Regions from separate parts of the Mus musculus genome. Here all the other regions are linked to region 3. The links are chromatin contacts, called in public promoter capture Hi-C maps. All regions are on one chromosome and are shown on one strand. Each heading gives the region's core, a stretch centred on a gene start, on an enhancer-like site or on the middle of the called end of the contact. The rest is flanking DNA. Distances are from core to core; before and after follow the strand shown.

What was found. Promoter capture Hi-C pulls out the DNA fragments that hold promoters and counts their contacts. Capture Hi-C pulls out chosen DNA fragments and counts their contacts.
Region 1: a contact with region 3 is called in a promoter capture Hi-C map of stem cell-derived epiblast-like cells, with 2.5 times the contacts expected there. The contact joins the promoter of Cdr2l here to the promoter of Dnaic2 in region 3. A contact is called at or near these places in 2 of 39 promoter capture datasets (pre-B cells and stem cell-derived epiblast-like cells) and 1 of 115 datasets of contacts at active chromatin or transcription factors (pancreatic cancer cells).
Region 2: a contact with region 3 is called in a promoter capture Hi-C map of hippocampal neurons, with 5 times the contacts expected there. The contact joins the promoter of Otop3 here to the promoter of Dnaic2 in region 3. A contact is called at or near these places in 1 of 39 promoter capture datasets (hippocampal neurons) and 1 of 115 datasets of contacts at active chromatin or transcription factors (pancreatic cancer cells).
Region 4: a contact with region 3 is called in a promoter capture Hi-C map of adipose tissue. The contact joins the promoter of Sdk2 here to the promoter of Dnaic2 in region 3. A contact is called at or near these places in 3 of 115 datasets of contacts at active chromatin or transcription factors (embryonic forebrain, embryonic midbrain and forebrain) and 2 of 9 other capture datasets (adipose tissue and pancreatic islet).
Region 5: a contact with region 3 is called in a promoter capture Hi-C map of embryonic stem cells, with 3 times the contacts expected there. The contact joins the promoter of Cdc42ep4 here to the promoter of Dnaic2 in region 3. A contact is called at or near these places in 4 of 39 promoter capture datasets (the 3T3-L1 cell line, embryonic stem cells, hippocampal neurons and 1 more), 1 of 115 datasets of contacts at active chromatin or transcription factors (embryonic stem cells) and 1 of 9 other capture datasets (embryonic stem cells).

What each region holds. Positions count from the first base shown.
Region 1 is chr11:115,379,995-115,383,204 of GRCm38.p6, reverse strand. It overlaps Cdr2l (cerebellar degeneration-related protein 2-like), which reads right to left and starts at 1,289. Exons shown (of 5, transcript NM_001080929.1): 1 at 804-1,289. The coding sequence starts at 882.
Region 2 is chr11:115,333,149-115,336,546 of GRCm38.p6, reverse strand. Otop3 (otopetrin 3) reads right to left here and starts at 1,816. Exons shown (of 7, transcript NM_001347647.1): 1 at 1,645-1,816. The coding sequence starts at 1,663. It also overlaps a transcript of Ush1g not described here.
Region 3 is chr11:114,725,481-114,728,802 of GRCm38.p6, reverse strand. Dnaic2 (dynein, axonemal, intermediate chain 2) reads right to left here and starts at 1,384. Exons shown (of 13, transcript NM_001034878.3): 1 at 1,028-1,384.
Region 4 is chr11:114,065,608-114,069,056 of GRCm38.p6, reverse strand. Sdk2 (sidekick cell adhesion molecule 2) reads left to right here and starts at 2,028. Exons shown (of 45, transcript NM_172800.3): 1 at 2,028-3,254. The coding sequence starts at 3,179.
Region 5 is chr11:113,750,545-113,754,035 of GRCm38.p6, reverse strand. Cdc42ep4 (CDC42 effector protein (Rho GTPase binding) 4) reads left to right here and starts at 2,221. Exons shown (of 2, transcript NM_001163346.1): 1 at 2,221-2,348.

The DNA.
Region 1 (3,210 bases), core at 40-2,539, 650 kb before region 3:
GAGGTTGGGGTCTGACTACTTCGGCAGGCCTTGGCCTTGACCCTGACCCTCTCGGGCCTTCTTGTCAGGTCGGCTCCACCTCTCAGTGATGTCATTTTAGCCACCTCATCACCAGCTTCTAACTCCCCTCTAGTCATTTTCTAGATGAGTGCCACGGAAGTGGCTCCCTCTTTCCCCAGGGATCTCATTTGGCAAAGTCTGAAATTGCTAAAGGACCCCTTCACATCCTGAGCCACTTGGGTGGAAGCCCCATGCAGGGAAGGACCAGGGAACGCCTCTCTTGGGAAGGCAGATTGGAGACTTTCAGCTTCTTCGCAGGCGTGAGCATGCACCACCCCCTTTCTGGGCAGAGGGAAGCGAGTTGGGGAAACTTTCTGGAAGTCTTAGAGCTCAGAAATTCTAGCCCGGACAGGTGCTGTTGATCTGGAGAGATGACCTATCTCAATATACAGTGCATTCTTAGCAAAAGTAACAAGAATCCTCTGTGGGCCCCAAGACTTCCATTCTACCTAGCAATCGGGCCCCCTAACAATACCCTACCGGGGCACGCGAGTAGGTGCTGCTACTAAAATGAGAAGGGCGATGGATGCCCTGTCAACTGGACACTTTTGCAAGTCTCTCTCCAGCGTCAGAATATTCCAGGGCAGCGCCCTTCTCGGTCCACGTCCCCATTCTCAAGACGCATCATGCTCCGTTGGGCTCACCAGGTCCAGCCTAGCCCTTTTCTTGGGGATACCGCCCAACAATGGAGTAGTGGTCAGGGGTCTTGGGGCACACGCTGTTTCCCTCCCCAACGCGCTCACCCTGCTCCAGGTCCTGATGGTCGTACCAGGACTCCTCCTCCTCTGCGGAGTAGTCCTCCATCCCCGCGGCTCTCCGCATGGCCCCGCGGGTGGCGGTGGGCGGGCGCTGCGGCAGCTCAGGGCCTGGGCTCGCAGCCCGGGACAATGCGGCGGAGGCGGCCCGGGCTTCCAACGTCGGGAGCTCGGGCTGCAGCGCCCCTGCGCCCTCCGCCCGTGATCGCCATCCGCTGCCGGCCCCGTGCGCCCAGCGGGGCCTCTGGCTCCCGCGCTCCCCGGGTCCCGCCGAACTGGGGACGCCGGGTGGCGGCGGCACAAAGGGCGGAGGGGTGGGGACTGCAAAGTGGGACGACAGCTGGGACCACCCGGGACCACCTGCAGGGCTAGGGCGTCAGCAGAGTGCGGATGCAGCGGCGGGTACCCCTTGCCCGCCTCCGGCCCGCACACCGCCCGGCCCGCGCCGCGACACCCGGAGCCGCCGCTGCATCTCCGCCCGGCCCGCTTTCAGCTTCCCAGGCCGCCAGCTTTGCGGGGTGGGACCTGCCGCCGGAGACCAATCAAAAGACGTATGCAAATAAGGGGCGGGACCGAAGGCAAGGACCTTCCTGGTGTCCTGGTCCGGGAATTGCTGGATCAACCCTCTGTCCTGCTTTTCCTCCACGTCCGACTTTTATTTACGTCCATCTGGAATTATTTTGTTTGCTTGTTATCTGTCCTTCTGGCTCTCCTGGGAGCAAGGGTCTGTCTGATGTCCACAGTGGTCCTCACCTGCGGAGAACGTGCTGACCCACTGATATATCCGAAGAACTTTTTAAAAAATGGTATTAAATTAGAAACATCTTTAAGAACCTTGAATGGGGGTTTGGCTGCTGGAACACTCGAGGTCAAGAGTTCTTGCTGAGGATTTGAGTTCGGTTCCCGGCACTTACGTCAGGAAGCTCCCAACAGCCTGTAACGCCAGCTTCAGGGAAATTCTGACACCTCTGGCCTCTGGGTACTTGTAATTACATAAAGTCTCACACATAGAAAACACACAGTGGTTCCCTCCTCTACTAACGGGAGTTAGGAGGCTGAAGCAATAGGATTATCTTGAGTTCTTAGGCCAGACTTTTAACACAGCTTGTTCCAGGCCCGACTAAGCTACAGTGTGGAAGTTTTTCTGTAAACTAAACTAAGCAAAGCTAAACATTACTTTAAGGGGGTTGAGGAGGTGGCTCAGCACATTAAAAGTGCTTACCAGGTTTGGTTTTGTTTAAAAAAAAAAAAAAAGCAGAGTGCGTGGCTTGTTCTTGAAATCCCAGCTCTGGGAGCTGGGGAGCCAGGAGAGATGGATCGATGGTAGCCAGTAAACCTAGCCTAATTGGCCAGTGATAGGCCGTGTTTCAAAAAAAGCAAGGTGCACAGCTCCTTGTTCAGTAACACTTGGAGGTTGTCCTGTACCCTCTACACACACATGAACACACATGAGTGAACACACACACACACCTACCTTTAAGAATCTGAGTCTTAGGCTAGAGAGATGGCTCAGTGGTTAAGAGGGCTGTCTCCTCTTCCAGAGGTCCTGAGTTTAATTCTCAGCAACCACATGATGGCTCACAACCATCTGTAATGGGATCTGATGCCCTCTCCTGGTGTGTCTGAAGACAGCTACAGTGTACTTACAAATAATAAACAATTCTTAAAAAAAAAAAAGAACCTAGGCCGTGGGCTGGAGATGGCTCAACTGCTCGTGTAGAAGATCTGAGGATTCATTCCTCAGATCAATATGGTGGTTCAGAAACACCTGGAACTCCTTCCGGGGGATCAGTTCTCCTCTTCAGACCTCCTTGGGTACGAAGCATGCATATGGTATAGATACATTCAGGCAGGCAGACACTCATACACATAAATATAGAATAAATAAATATAGAAATAGAACTCATTTAAAAAAAGAACTGGAGTGTTTAAAAACCTGTATGTCTGGAAACAGGCTGGAAGGAATGAACTTTGGGCACGTGTTACTTGTATTCTGCCCTTTTCACTTTAAGGTCTGTTTCTTACTGCTTAAGACCCAAATCCGATATCCAGTTACACCCATAAAAGCCATGCTTTAATCCATCCAAGAATTTTTTTTTCCTTAAAGGAGTTTTCCTAATCCTCCAGCATTCATGTAATTTGTTTTTGTTGAGACCCATCATGTGTGAACATTCTTTTTTTTTTTTTGGTTTTTCGAGACAGGGTTTCTCTATATAGCCCTGGCTGTCCTGGAACTCACTCTGCAGACCAGGCTGGCCTCGAACTCAGAAATCCACCTGCCTCTGCCTCCCGAGTGCTGGGATTAAAGGCTTGCACCACCACTGCCCAGCATGTGTGAACATTCTTGAGGCACTCAATATATGTTGTGATATAACCAGAAAAGGACATCTAGCCA
Region 2 (3,398 bases), core at 567-3,066, 610 kb before region 3:
AGCCTCTTCATATGGCAGCCTTCCCTCTGTCCAAGCAGACTCGTGGCTACTTTGGTGGGCCACCCCTCTGCTGAGTGTGACTGTGCACCATCGTAGGCTGGTCCTCTCAAGATCTGGATGCCTCTGGGCAGAGATGAGATTCTACTCCACTCCACTCTCCAAGTCTAGCACAGCCCTAAAGCCCACCAAAAGCGTACCCTGGACTCTGGCTGTTCCTGGGGGGATTTCAGCACCAGAGCTGCGGACAGATACCCTGCTCATTAACCCGTTCCATCTTTCTGCAGCTGAGGAGGCGTTCCAGATGGTTATCTTTTGCATCCCTCACCCAGGTTGAGCAAGGTAAAGCTCCCAGGACACCTCCCTGCCCCTTTTCTGCCAGCTCTGGTGGCTCCACCTCCTCCTCCTCACATTCTGTCCTTCCTTCCCCACCCCCTACTGATCAAGAGCCCAGATGGCATTTAGCATCTCTGTGATCTTGGCTAAGCTACTTAGTTTTTGTAGTCTGGATCCTTTGTAGTCCTTTCAGTGAAGTGGATGAGCAACTATGGAACACTAATGCCTGGTTCTCTCTGTTTCACCCCCTCACACTCCATCTAGTTCCCATCCCGACATCCCCTCCCCCGACCTCCCCCTTCACCCCAACTCTGTGAATGTTAGACCAGTGCAGTACCGCTGAGCTGTATCTCCAGCCCGACAAGTTATTGAATGAATAAATAAAAGAATGGATACATGATACCTACCCTCAAGAGTTTTGTCAGACTTTAGCGATTTGATGCATGAACATACACGAAGAGCCATGCCCGATAGAAGTGCATGAACCTTCCTATAGATCAAGATCCTAGAGGGACTAAAGGGTTGGAGTTTTCGCTCAGACTGCAGGCCTTGGGAACTGGAAGTGTGGAGACAGTGGAGAACCGAGTTCCAGGTCCTCTCCCTTCAAAGGGCACTCTGGTGGTTTCCCCTGTTCCTTGGTTCAGTGCTCTACCAGCGGTTATCAAGGGGGCCAATGCTAGGTGTTAGGGTGAGCATCAAGGGGTCCAGAAAAAAAGAGCTAGAACGAACGCACTTGGAACCAACTAGAACTCTGCCACCCTTGGCACGCCTCTTGGCACGATGCCAGTTCAAGAGAAGTCCTAGACACCAAACTGGTTTATGGGCTGCGTTCAGAGGCAGCCAACGAAAGGAGATGAGAAAGGAGATGAACCGTCGGGGCCATGGGACCGGTGCTCCGAGGGAGGCTGCAAAGCACTGGCAGGGAAACTTCGGGATTTTGTTCAGAGCAACAGGTTGGGGGAGGCCTAGGCAGCTTGAGTATTCTTTTAGCCAACTATATATCCAGGTTTCTGACTTCGTTCAGGCCTGGGCACCCTCTTTGAGCTGTGAGGACCCTTGAACCCAGGGGTGAGGTAGGGAGAAGGATGTAGGCGCAGAGCCAGAGTTGGGGTGACACAGAGGGAAGAGCTTAGGGTCGTCCCACTCACTCTGCCCTGTCCAATCCTTGGAGCGCCTGACTCATGAACCCCCACTTTGGAGCAGTGAGTGTGAGGATGGGCTTCCAGGAAAGGTTCAGTCAGCTGTCCTCGGGCGCTCGGGGTGGGGGGGGAGGGGGTGGTGGAGATCCCAGCTCAAGCTAAGGAATCCTACCTGAAGTCTGCGAAGCCATGGTCGCGGGCTCCCCACCTCTTGGGTTGCAGCGCGGATCCTCCGTCTTGGTAAGGTCCCAGGTGCCTTGAGACAGATGCCTCGACGCCCTTTCCTCCCTCCGACCCCCCCGCGAGACTGCGCAGTCGCCGCTCGGGCTCCAAGGCCCATCGATTTTTCTGTTGACATTGGGAATCTCATTAATCCCTCGTTAATTACTCCGTGGGGGCTCGGGCACAAGTCGTGAAGCCAATGACGAGGCAGAGAGGCGGGAGGGCGTGGCAGGAGGCGTGGCGGACGCCGGCTGCAGGGTCTGGGTGGGGGCAGCCCCCCAAGTGGAATGGGGTGCCTAGTCGTCAGGTCCGAACAGAGAGCGAGCTGGCTTCAGTCCATACTTGCCTGTGGCGGCTGAGCTGTGAATGGGAACCTCTCTTCTCCGGGTCCAGGTCACATATTTTCTACACCCTGTCTAGCTGATTGAGCACCAAAGCGGCTTCTCAGAATCATCTCCTGGTCTTACATTGAAACTGAAGTTGGAGTGGGAGACACCCAAGGTGGGAGATGGTGTTTAAGGATTTGGGGGGCAGGGGCAGAACGGGAGGAGGTAGTCCTCAGGACCTTCTCTGGTCGTCTGCTTCTTGGCTCCCCTTTTTCTCTCCCTTATATCCCCATCAGTCTTTACAGCCTTAAAGATCATGGACTTCTTGCCGATGTCTCCTGTTCTCACCCCCAAATGTCATCACTCCCACCTGGCTCTCCCTCCCTTCTGGTTCCGTCCAATCTCCCGGGCCTGTGAGATGTGTAAAGGCACCCAACAAGCCTGATGACCTGGGTTCCATCCCTGGGACCCATAAGGTGAAGGGAGAGAATTGATGCTGCAGGTTGTCCTTTGACTTCCACTGATACACTACGCACACGCACGCACCACATTAAAATATAATTTAAAAATTTTAAATAAACAAAACAAGCTTAGCAATGCACCCTAGCAATCCCGGTACTTGGGTGGGGCATGGCCATCTGGAGTTAAAGGTCATCCTTGGCTACACAGGGAGTCAGAAGCCAGCTGCCCTCCATGAGACCCTGTCTCAAAAACAAAAAAACAAAAAACCACCTCGATGTAACACAAAACCAACTCTGACCCCTCTAGCTTTTGGTGTTACTCCCACCTCCCTCCGTCTCAGTACACAGCTGTGGCCGTGCAGAAGTCTTGTGGCTTTGGAGAGCATCCTCTAGGACCCCAAGCTGAGCCCAGGGAGGTAAGGACTCTCCCAGCTCCTGTTAAGCTGGGGGCACCTGCTTATTCCTACAGTATGTTCCTGTGATACTCATGACCCTCACATTCCTGAGAAGGAAAACTGCTGCTTAGGGTTAATGGGGTTAGGCTCAGTCGGGCAGGAGGATTACCTCCTGTGATTCTATAGCACAGGAGGGTAATAATGGCTGGCAACAATCCATTGTGTATTTCTCAATGGCAAGGAGAGGAGACCTTGAATGTTCCCAACACACAAACACCACAGTCTCTGTCTGAGGTGACCAATATGCCAGTACCCAGATCTAAAAATGCCACAATTGCTATGTATCAATCAAACCAAAACAACAACAAAAGCCTCTGCTGCTCATTTAAAAAAAAAAAGTTTGAGGGATTGGGGCGAGCTCAGTCATCCTCCGATTGCCACACAGGTGTGAAGGCCTGCGGCTGCTCTCAGCCCCACGTGGAAAGCTGGGCGCAGCAGCACACTTCTAACACAAGGGCCAGG
Region 3 (3,322 bases), core at 135-2,634:
TATGGACTCTTAGAACCTTACACATATCAGCCAGTGCTCTACCATTGAGCTACACCCAGCCCCACTGAGTCTCAAATCCAGGGTCACAAAGAACCGCTATACCCTGGTCCAAACACCAAAACATGTGATCATTTCCTGCACCCTAGCCCAACAGAAACAACAAGACTTGCCTCAGGCGAGGATAATGAGCAAAGTCGTTCCTAGAGAGAACCCCTTGTGGTTGAGCGGAAAGCATGGTACACAGCTGGGAGGAAGGGCCAGGAAATAGCAGGCAACAGAGGTGTCAGTATGGGAAGGGGGCCAGGAGGAGGGTCACCCTTTGTCCCTTGTGTGCCTGGAATTGTAGAGCCGTGCTTGAGTGAGGAATACAGATGGAAGGGCTCCTGTGTCTTTCCAATGTCTTTGTGAACCTTCTGGACAAGGTTAGGAAAATGGTCTCCTGACCCTAAATGTAGATGAAAGGCCAACTCCCAGATGGAGGGGCAAAAGAAAAGGTGCATTTACATACAGTACCTGTGCTCAGTCCACAAGACTCTTGTGATCTCCCATTTTACGCCCTCCATTTTATTTTTCTTAATTTCACTTTATTTTTAATCGTGTGTGTGTGTGTGTGTGTGTGTGTGTGTGTGTGTGTGTGTGTGTGTGTGTAAGTGCACACAAGTGCAGGTGGGGTGGAAGCCAGAAGTGCCAAATCCCCTGGAGTTGGAGTTTCAGGGGTTGTGAGTCACCTGATGTGGGTGCTGGAAATCAAACTCCCGGTTCTTTGCAAGAGCGCACTCACTCTTAGCAGCTGAGACAGTCCTCCAGCCCCCTCTCTTAGTCTTTGAGACAGGCTCTCACTCTGAGTCCACTGGCCTAGAGCGCACTGAGTAGTCTAGGTTGCTCTCTGACTCTTGGTAATCCTCCTGCATCAGTTTACAGGAGTGCAGGGTTTACCGGCCTATCCCTATCCCCCTCCCTACGTTTAACTGAAAGCTCTCTTCTTAACAACCCATCCTTCCTGGGCTTGAAATTTTGTTCCATTCACCTGAAAGCCAGAAAGAGGTCCCGCCCACTCCGGGTCACAGCCCGGGTCAGGGCCTGGTGGAGAAGTGCAGAAGGCAAGGTGCTTGGAGGCTGAGGAGGTCCTGGAGCTTGAAGAATATTCAGGGCAGCGAGGATTAATGCAGCAGAATGAGCTGATTCCAGCACCTGACAGTTCTCCGAGATTTCTTGCACTGTTGGTGATTATTACCCTCGAGAGCTTTTCCCTCTTTTTGCCAGGTCTTCTTTCGGGCTTGGACGTCCTCTAGGACGCCCGCCCCTTATCCTGGCTCACCTCCTGCCACACAGCCCAGGAGAAGCGCCCAAGACCAGTCCCAGCTCCAGCGCAGCTTAAACGGCTGGGAGCTGCGGAGTTTACCAGTTGCCTAGCAACCCTGGCCGGGCCGAGACGCCGGCAGTTCGGAAGGCGATCTGGAGCACGTGACTCTGGTCCCGCTAGTCGGAAGCACCCCCTTCTCTCCTTCCTTCTCTGGAGGAGGTCTGCGGAAGAGGTGGAGGAAAGTTAACCAAAGCTTTGCCAAAATGCCTACCCAAGTCTACAGTCTATACCCAGCAAAGTCCCTCCCCCACTCCCGTATCCCCCGAAAACGCAATCAAAGTGACCAGAGCGTGGGAAGCCCCGCACCTGGGTCAGTTCGGATCATGTCTGATTTGTCACTGCTACAATGTCCGGGTCTCTTCTGTTAACGTATCCCTTGCACCACCACCCTTCTGAATTCATCTCTGGAATGGAAATTCCTTGAGGGTCAGGCTCAATGCATGCAAGCATGGCTTAGCTATGCGGCTGGCACGTTGTAAATATGGTTTCATTGCATGAATGAATGAGCTAGCTGATGGACACATGAATGACACAAAGAGAGATGTGTTTCTCATGAGCTTGAGGCAAGGAAGTGAGAAAATGTGGGAGGGATTGATGGACAGGCTGAGTACAAGGCACTTTGTTGGGTAAGCCTGACAAGCAGAGTTCACATCCTAGAACCCACATAAAAATGGGGGAAAAAATGGATTCCACAAAGTTGTCCTCTGATCTGTGTCATGTAGCACACCCACAATCATCATCATCATCAATAATTTAAAAAGAATTAAAGAAGGGAGGTAGAGTCCTATATCTAGGACTGGTGAGATGGCTCAGTAGAGAAAGGGGCTTGCTACCACTTCTATGACCTAGGGTTGAGCCCCAGACACACATGGTGAAGGAGAGAACTGAATTCTCTAAGTTGTCCTCTGACCTCCATACTTGTGCTATGTAAGACACACACAAACACACACATACACAATATGATTTTTAAAAAAAGATTTATTTATTTATTTAGTACCGTGTTCTGTCAGCATGCCAGAAGAGGGTACCAAGATTCCATTACAGATGGTTGTGAGCCACCATGTGGTTGCTGGGAATTGACCTCAGGACCTCTGGAAGCACAGTCAGTGTATTTAACCTCTGAGCCATCTCTCCAGCCCACAATATAATTTTTTAAAGAGAAAGAAAACTACAGAACCGTATATACTTTCCCAGAGGTGTTCCTTAAGAGCATTTGGGACCCGAGGTTGGTTCTTTATTTATCATGGGATTTTAGCAAGGCACTCTCTCTGCCATCCCCTGTGAGGTTTGAATGAGATCACCCTCATAGCTCATATATTTGTATGCTTAGTTCCCAGATGGACAAGCTTTTTGGAAAAGATTAGAACCTTGTTGGAGAAGGTATGTCACTGGGAGTGGGCTTGGAGGCTTTAAAAGCTCACACCAGGCCCAGTCTCTCTCTCTCTCTCTCTCTCTCTCTCTCTCTCTCTCTCTCTCTCTCTCCTTTCCTGCTGCCTGTGGATCAGGATGTAGCCCTCAGCTACTTTTCCAGCATCATGTCTGTCCATGTACCACCATGTTTCCCTCCATGATGATAATGGACTAACCCTCTGAAACTATAAGCAAACCCCCCAGTTAAAAGCTTTCTTGTATAATATTTGCCTTGGTTGTGGCGTCTCTTCACAGCAATCGAATGGTGGTGTCTTAAGATAATCTTTCAGTATTGGGATTGACAGGGCCTTGCATCGGATAGGCTGGAGCTCTACCACTGAACTACATCCCAGCCTTACTTTCCATTTCTGAGACTTAACTTTCTCCATCTTCACGTTGAACAGTGGCAGTTCTTCAGGATAATGGGGGAGAACACGCAATCAGACACAGATGATAATCCAGCCCATTGTGAGCCCCCGCCAGCACTGTGCTTGTCCCTACAGGCTCCAGAGAATGAGGTGAATCCCAGGCCAGGCGTGGGCACTGGAA
Region 4 (3,449 bases), core at 779-3,278, 660 kb after region 3:
AAAAAGAAAACTACCTTTCTGTGGTTGCATAGGCTGATTCCCCGCCCTACCCGCCATGCTCTCTCTTTTCCAGATGGATGGAGGCAGGCTGGATGAGAGCTTCGGGGATAAGGACTCCCCTTAACCACATGAGCATGGAAGACAGCCCACAAAGACAGGAGAGCACCCTCCCTTTCTTCATCCTATCCCGGGGATAAAGCGTCTAGATTTGTAAGGACACACTTGCCTGTTCAGAAGGTCTGCTCTTAGGATGAGCACAAATGCTATTTGGAACCTGAGCAGCAGCTAGCTCAGACTCTTGCAGTTACAAGTCTGGGCACTGGACCCAAATGGAGAAATCCACCAAGGTTTCAGACGTTGGTACCCACACGAACTCCAGCCCAAGGGCACAGACAGTGTCTCTGCTCCGATTGCTGGCTAAGAAGCAATTGCTGCAAAACTGACTCTCAGGCCCCCTCTGTGAGCAAGCCCTGTAACAACACCCTAAAGAACAGCTGTTTCTGATGGGATGGGCAGGGCCTGAGCTCTCAAGCGTGTAGTTCAGAGTCTGGGGCTTGGGGGTAGAGAGGCAGAATCTGGGTTTCTCAGAGATGGGAGGGGCGTGGCCACCTAAGGGGGAGAGATCTAGGCTGCTTATCCCCAAAGCCACTCCTCAGTCAAAAACTCAGTCGGATAACAAGCCCTAGGCCCGGACTAGGTTCAGACTGCCAGGGAGAAAGACAAAAGCAGGGTTTGAAGTGGACGAATGTAAAGCTGAAGACAGGCAGGCTAGGTTTTTCGTCTATTTCCACTAAATGCTCAAAGCTGTTCTTCCAAGGCAGGTGAGGAGAGAACAGTAGAGCGATGAGAGGTGTTCAGTGCCTGCGTCCATAGCGATGAGAAGAGGCTTGGGGACTGGAGAAGATGAGGCAGAGCTCTCGAAGTCAGTGAGATGCCTGAAGGGCAATGACCAGAACTGGAAGACCACAGGGGTGTGTCTCCGAAGACCTGGGCCCTGGAGGCATGAAGAGAAAAGCTGGCAAAGGTGACGGGCCTCAACCCTTCCTTTTCCAGCCGAAATACCAACCTTGCAAGACTGATTTTTTTTCCCAGCAGGCTCAGTGCCAGGGACTACACCGTCTTTTAGGAAACCCACGGAACTGTTTTAATTTCTTTTAAAATCAGGGGAAAAATTAAATGAACTTTTAAATGAAAGAAAATGTTTTAATATGTAGTAATATATTTGTTTTTACGCCAACACAGCCGCAAAATATTACTTTTAATATTTTTAATAGAGAAAAGAGCCCACGGAGGTAGAGGCGTCTGTTGCCTGTAAGTACAACTGTTAAAGGGGTCTTCCAGCTCCTGGCCTTCCCACACTAGAAGGTACATTCTGCTCCCTTCCCTGGGCCACGAGGGAGGACCCCTCTGGCTCTCTCCTTTGTGTCTCTGCTGCTAATGTGCCTTTAAAGGGGGAGCTCAGAAGAAGAAGAAGAAACAAAGAACGCACGAGTTTGGCACCAACTTCACTTTCTCAGCCTTCTGCAAGTCCCAGGCTTCCCCTTTATCTTGCTCTCCGCCCTGAGCGTTTCCAGACTTTTAAAGAGTCTGACCTGGGAAGGAAAAACTGGAATCAACCGGTTGACACCCCCCCCCCCCCCAACACACACACACACCCTTCCCAAACTGTTCTGCCTGGTCGAATCCAGAGGGGTACTGGGGGCTTCATCCTATGGGAGACTGGGATAAGGCCTTCTAGGGAGGAGTGAGGGTGGGCTGAAGCTAGAAGACCGGGCCAGAGAGAGCGGCTCGCTTGCAGCCCGCGCTACTGCCCTCCGGTGGGTCCCGGAGACGCCAGGCGTCCGCGGCCGCGCACACGGATTGGGTTTCTGCGGGGCTCGCTCCCGGGCCTGGCTCGGGGCCGCCGCCGCCCCCTCCCTGCGCGCAGGCTGCGCTCCAGTCGCGGCCACGGGGTAGCGCTCGGCCCCCCTCTCCGCGTCTCCGCCTCCGCCGCGCTCGTCTCCGGCTCCCGCTGCCCCCGCAGCTCCAGCTCGGCGCAGGCAGACTCTCAGGCTCGGCAGCAGAGCAGCTCTGAGGACGCTGAGCCCGGGCAGCCCAGAGCTCCAGGCTCTGCGAGGCAGCTGCTGCCGAGGTGGGCGAGCAGCAGGCGCGGCCGAGGCGCGGGAGCAGCCGTGGAGACTCGGGTCCCCGCGCCGGGCGAAAACGCCGGGGGGCCGAGGCGGCGCCGAAACCCCGGATCCCAAAGCTGCCGGCAGGGCTTTCCCGGTGCGGCTCGCGCCGAGCTCCATCCCGGGTGCGGCGGAGAGCAGGACCCGCCGGTCTCCTCCTCAGGATCGCCCGCAAGAGGCGCGGTGCCCAGGCGCTGGCTGGAACCTGGGCCGCCCAGCCGGGTACCCGAACCGGGCATCCATCCCTGCCCGCAGCTGGCGCAGACATGGGCGCACGGGGCTGCGCGCCGGGCCGTGGGACCCGCAAAGTTTGCTAGCCGGAGGTGCTCAGAGCCTAGGGCGAGCCCCGCACCGAAGCCCCAGGGGAGGTACCCCCGAAATCACTGAATTGGGCACGAGGACCGTGGAGCTGAGAAGGGTGGCTCGGCCCCGCTTAGATGCCTTCTGCAAAGTTAGAAGAGAAGAAAACTTCGGCTCCGGGGAGATTCGGACCGTTATGCTAACCGCGCCCCCCGAGCCCTGCGCCCCTTCTAAAAGACACCCGGCGCCCGCGCCTGCTACTGTGCTCCGCTTACATCAAGTCCCAGGGGCCCGGCGCCTGGAACCGCGGTGACTACGTCGGCCCGGGAGAACCCAACCAGGGGGCGGGGAGGGGCGGGAGGCGGGCAACGTGGCCACCAGGAGGAAGTTTCCTGAAGTTGTCCTCTGATTCGGGAGCTCATCCAGCGACCAGGCCGGATCGCAGGGGTCGCCCTGCCTATGAGACGTAGTCTGAGTCGGGGTGCTAAGGGATACAGGCACCCCGAATTTGAGAGGAGGCTTGGCCTCTTTCTGCTCTCCCCCTCGCTTTACGGAATAGCCAGCGCAGAAAGAGGGGAAAGCATTTGGGGTCGCCGGTGCGGCCCCTACGGGCATAGCGTCCAGGACTTGACCACACAGTCTCCCGGGACTCCAAAGGATTATAAAGCAACTCGCAAAGAGGGGGCACTTTAGAGGACCCCTCGGTCAGCATGTTCAGCAGCATGTGGAGGCTGCCGCTCTGGACTCTACTGGCCCTGCATCGGATCCACTCGGCCGGGGCCCAAGGTACGGTATGGGTGACTTTCTCCACGTGGAACTGGAGAAGGGGTTTGGGTGGGCAGAAGAGAGGTAACCCCCCTAAGACACCGCGTTTGGCCCAAGCTGGACCATCTCTTGTACGTCTCAATGCTCCCCGCTTCTTCGACTTTTGGAGCTCTGTTTGGGGTGGGGCAGTGTCTGATACTTCTGACCTTTCTGGAC
Region 5 (3,491 bases), core at 972-3,471, 980 kb after region 3:
AAGGGGGTGCCTCTGCGGGCCCATGCTGAGGCACCCCTTCCCCCTGAGGGACCAGCCACACGATGGTATAGTATGGAATAAAGTTTATTTAGGGCATAGGGAGGGGAGTTGAAGGGGTAGCAGAGACAGAGAAAGGCAGAGAGAGGAGAGAAGAGAGAAGAGAGGAGAGAGAGAGAGAGAGAGAGAGAGAGAGAGAGAGAGAGAGAGAGAGTGTAAAGGAGTAGAGGCCGGCCATAAACATGGGGGGGGGGAGAAAGAGAGGGAAGAGAGGGAGTAAGAAGAGCGAGAGAGGACTCCTTTTTTTGTTTGTGTTTTTTTTTTTTTTTAAAGATTTATTTATTTACTATATGTAAGTACACTGTAGTTGTCTTCAGATACACCAGAAGAGCGCACCAGATCTCATTACGGGTGGTTGTGAGCCACCATGTGGTTGCTGGGATTTGAACTTCAGACCTTCGGAAGAGCAGTCGGGTGCCCTTACCCACTGAGCCATCTCACCAGCCCCCTGTTTGTGTTTTTTGAAGACAGGGTTTCTCTGTGTAGCCCTGGCTGTCCTGGAACTCACTCTGTAGACCAGGCTGGCCTCGAACTCAGAAATCCGCCTGCCTCTGCCTCCAGTGTGCTGGCATTAAAGGCGTGCACCACATTGCCTGGCAAGAGATCCTTTTATAGTGAGTCTGGCACACCTGGCTGTTGCCAGGTAACTATGGGGTGGAGCCTAGAAGGAATGTCAACAGGTGCTGTACCCATTTGAGAGATGGGAAGGCTTGTGGGCCAGTGAGGGGCAGAGTTGAAAGCCAGAGGCAACACAACTCTCTCCTACTGGTTTGCCCTAGTGCCCTGTTACAGCTACCTCTGACCCACAGACCTGACTCCGACACTGTTGTCTATTCTAAACCACATTTCTCTTTCATCTTGACAACCTCCAGGTGAGGGACCCATACAAGGACAGTCAGAGTAGGGGGAGGAGGTATAAATTCCCCATGGTAACCCAATCACGGTCAGAACCCCAGGGATATCCCCATCCCAAGTTACTTTGGACCCCGTGTTTTAGTTTCACTAATTTTGACATCTCTTTTGGTTGGTGGTGGTGCTGGGCTTGAATTGAACCAGCCTCGTGCTCCGCAGCCGGAACTGGACCCCTAGACCAGACACTGAACTTTTTTTTTTTTTTTTTTTTTTTTTTTTGGTTTTTTGAGACAGGGTTGTTTCTCTGTATAGCCCTGGCACTCACTTTGTAGACCAGGCTGGCCTCGAACTCAGAAATCTGCCTGCCTCTGCCTCCTGAGTGCTGGGATTAAAGGCGTGCACCACCACTGCCCAGCGACACTGACCTTTTAGGTTTGATTTTCACACAATATGGACAGTTTGAAGTTTTCATGGATAGACGGGGAGATGGGGGAGAGGTCGGGGATGGGGTGGGATCCTGAGAGACAGGGTTTCCAGAGGACAGTGAAGGAGCTGAGGGACCGTGAGGCAACTCTGGGGAAAAAGGAGGCTGAGGCCTACACCACCCCACCCCCACTTCCTTTAAGTAGTTAGGGAACTTTCACTTTGGGTTGGCTCCGTTTCCTCTTTATTGACTATTTCGCCCCTGGCTTTTATTGCTTTTAATGATCATTCATAGGTGGGGCTTCCTCTACCCAAGCACGCGGGATTTAATTCCGGGAGGTTCCCTGGGAGGGTACTTAAGAGCCCATGATCACCAGACAGAGCTATCAAAGCCAGGTCACCTTGCTGAAAAGTTCCTCCACTGCTCAGACCGGGTCTGGACTCGGGCGGACCTGCTTCTCCCGCCCTCCAGATGGAGAGGGAATCCACGGAGCCCAAGCTCCTGCTCGTGGTCCAGAAGTGGGTAACGTCCTGGAGGGAGTTGTTTTCTTACCATTGTTCAAAACTGGAAGAGCCAAGAGAGAGCTTCCCCTTGGTTCCTGGGGAGGGGATGTGCTCCTGTTTCTGCGGACCGCACGTCGGTTCCGCGGCAGAGCACTGGGGGCTGTGGGGCGCGACTCCTCAAAGCAAGACCTGCTCTGTCTACCCTACTAGGAGCTTGTGGGGGGCGTCTCAGGCTTTTAGATTTGAACCTGGGAGGCCAAGCAGCCGAGTTGAGTTCCGTGGCAGTCATTGGCTGCTGCGACGGAGTGACATCAGCGCGGAGGGAAATGGGAGGGAGGGCTGGGAGGAGCCTGGGAGGGGAGTGTCCTAGCTTCTAGCACACTCGGAGCCCCGGGAGCCAGAGGAAACAAACGCCGGCGCTGCCATGGGTCGCCAGCCTTGCCGAGGCGCCAAGCACACCGAGGGGAGCGTACAGCCGCACCTGGTCCGCGCTCGGGGAGCTGGGGACCGAGGTAGGCGACGAGCATCCGTTTGTGGCCCAGTGGCCGCGTGAGGCCTGGGTAGGCTCGAGACCCCTGGTGACGTGGAGAAGGTAGAAAGACCCGGGGATGGGGAAGATGAGGACCTAGGAGCAGGGCGCGCGCGCACACAAACACACCCCTCTGTGCCCAGCGTGGGTAGGCATGCCTGGGACCAGACCCAGAGTCACATACCGTGTCCCAGAAAATCATTTGCGGAGGAGGGGGTAACAACAGGGCTCAGCGTCGCCAGTACGCCCCGATCTGGCCACGGGGACTGTTCGGGGTGGGGTGAGTGGGCAGGTTTTAAAGGTCCACCCCCTCGCGCAGGAATGGGGTGTGTGTTGCCGTGGGCAGGCACACAACAATCGGCGGCGGTCGCCCCGAGGGGGGCGTGTGCGCACAGACTTCTCCATGAATAACCGCTGAGTTCGTCGGTAGTGGTAGAGGGGTGTACGCGTGCTCTCCCGTGTACACACACTGCTTTAGGCGCCACCCGGTGTCGCCCGGCCGGGGAGAAAGGAGGGCAAGAGCCGGCTGGAAGGCAATAGCCTAAAGAGCAAATACTCCCCGCCCGTCGGAGCCCTTCCTTCTCCCGCCCCGCCCGCCTCCCTTGGAAGACTTGGAGGCCAAGGCCGCAAGAGGCGCAGGGTGGGGCTGGGCCGAGCTGGCGGTCCCTTAGAAACCTGGGACGAGGCTTTACGCGGGGGGACCTGCGCGCGCGCCCGGTACGTCCGAAGCATGGGGCTCGAGGCTTTTTCAGGGGCGAGTAGGTAGCGGTTGGTTAATGATTTAACCGCTGGCTTGGGACGTTGAAGGCTGCGATCCTGATCTCTGGCTCCTCCCCATTCCTGGAGCGCCCCCAGCCGGAGGAACAAATCTGCCCTCCTGTGTCTGTGGCGTCGTCTGCTGGAGCTGCCTTTCCCCTTTGGGGGACCCCTGGTTGCTGTGGGTGAGTGTCCTAGACTGGCGGGGTGGATGGCGGTTGAGCTTCCTGGGAACAGACCGTAGGACTTGCGTGTGTGCCTGCGGGGGGAGGGGCGCTCCCTCTCTGTTAACTCAAACCAGGTTCCTTGTGTTTGCCCAATGAAATACTGCGGCCTGGGCTTCGGAAGTTTTCTTTTTCTCCCGGGGAGA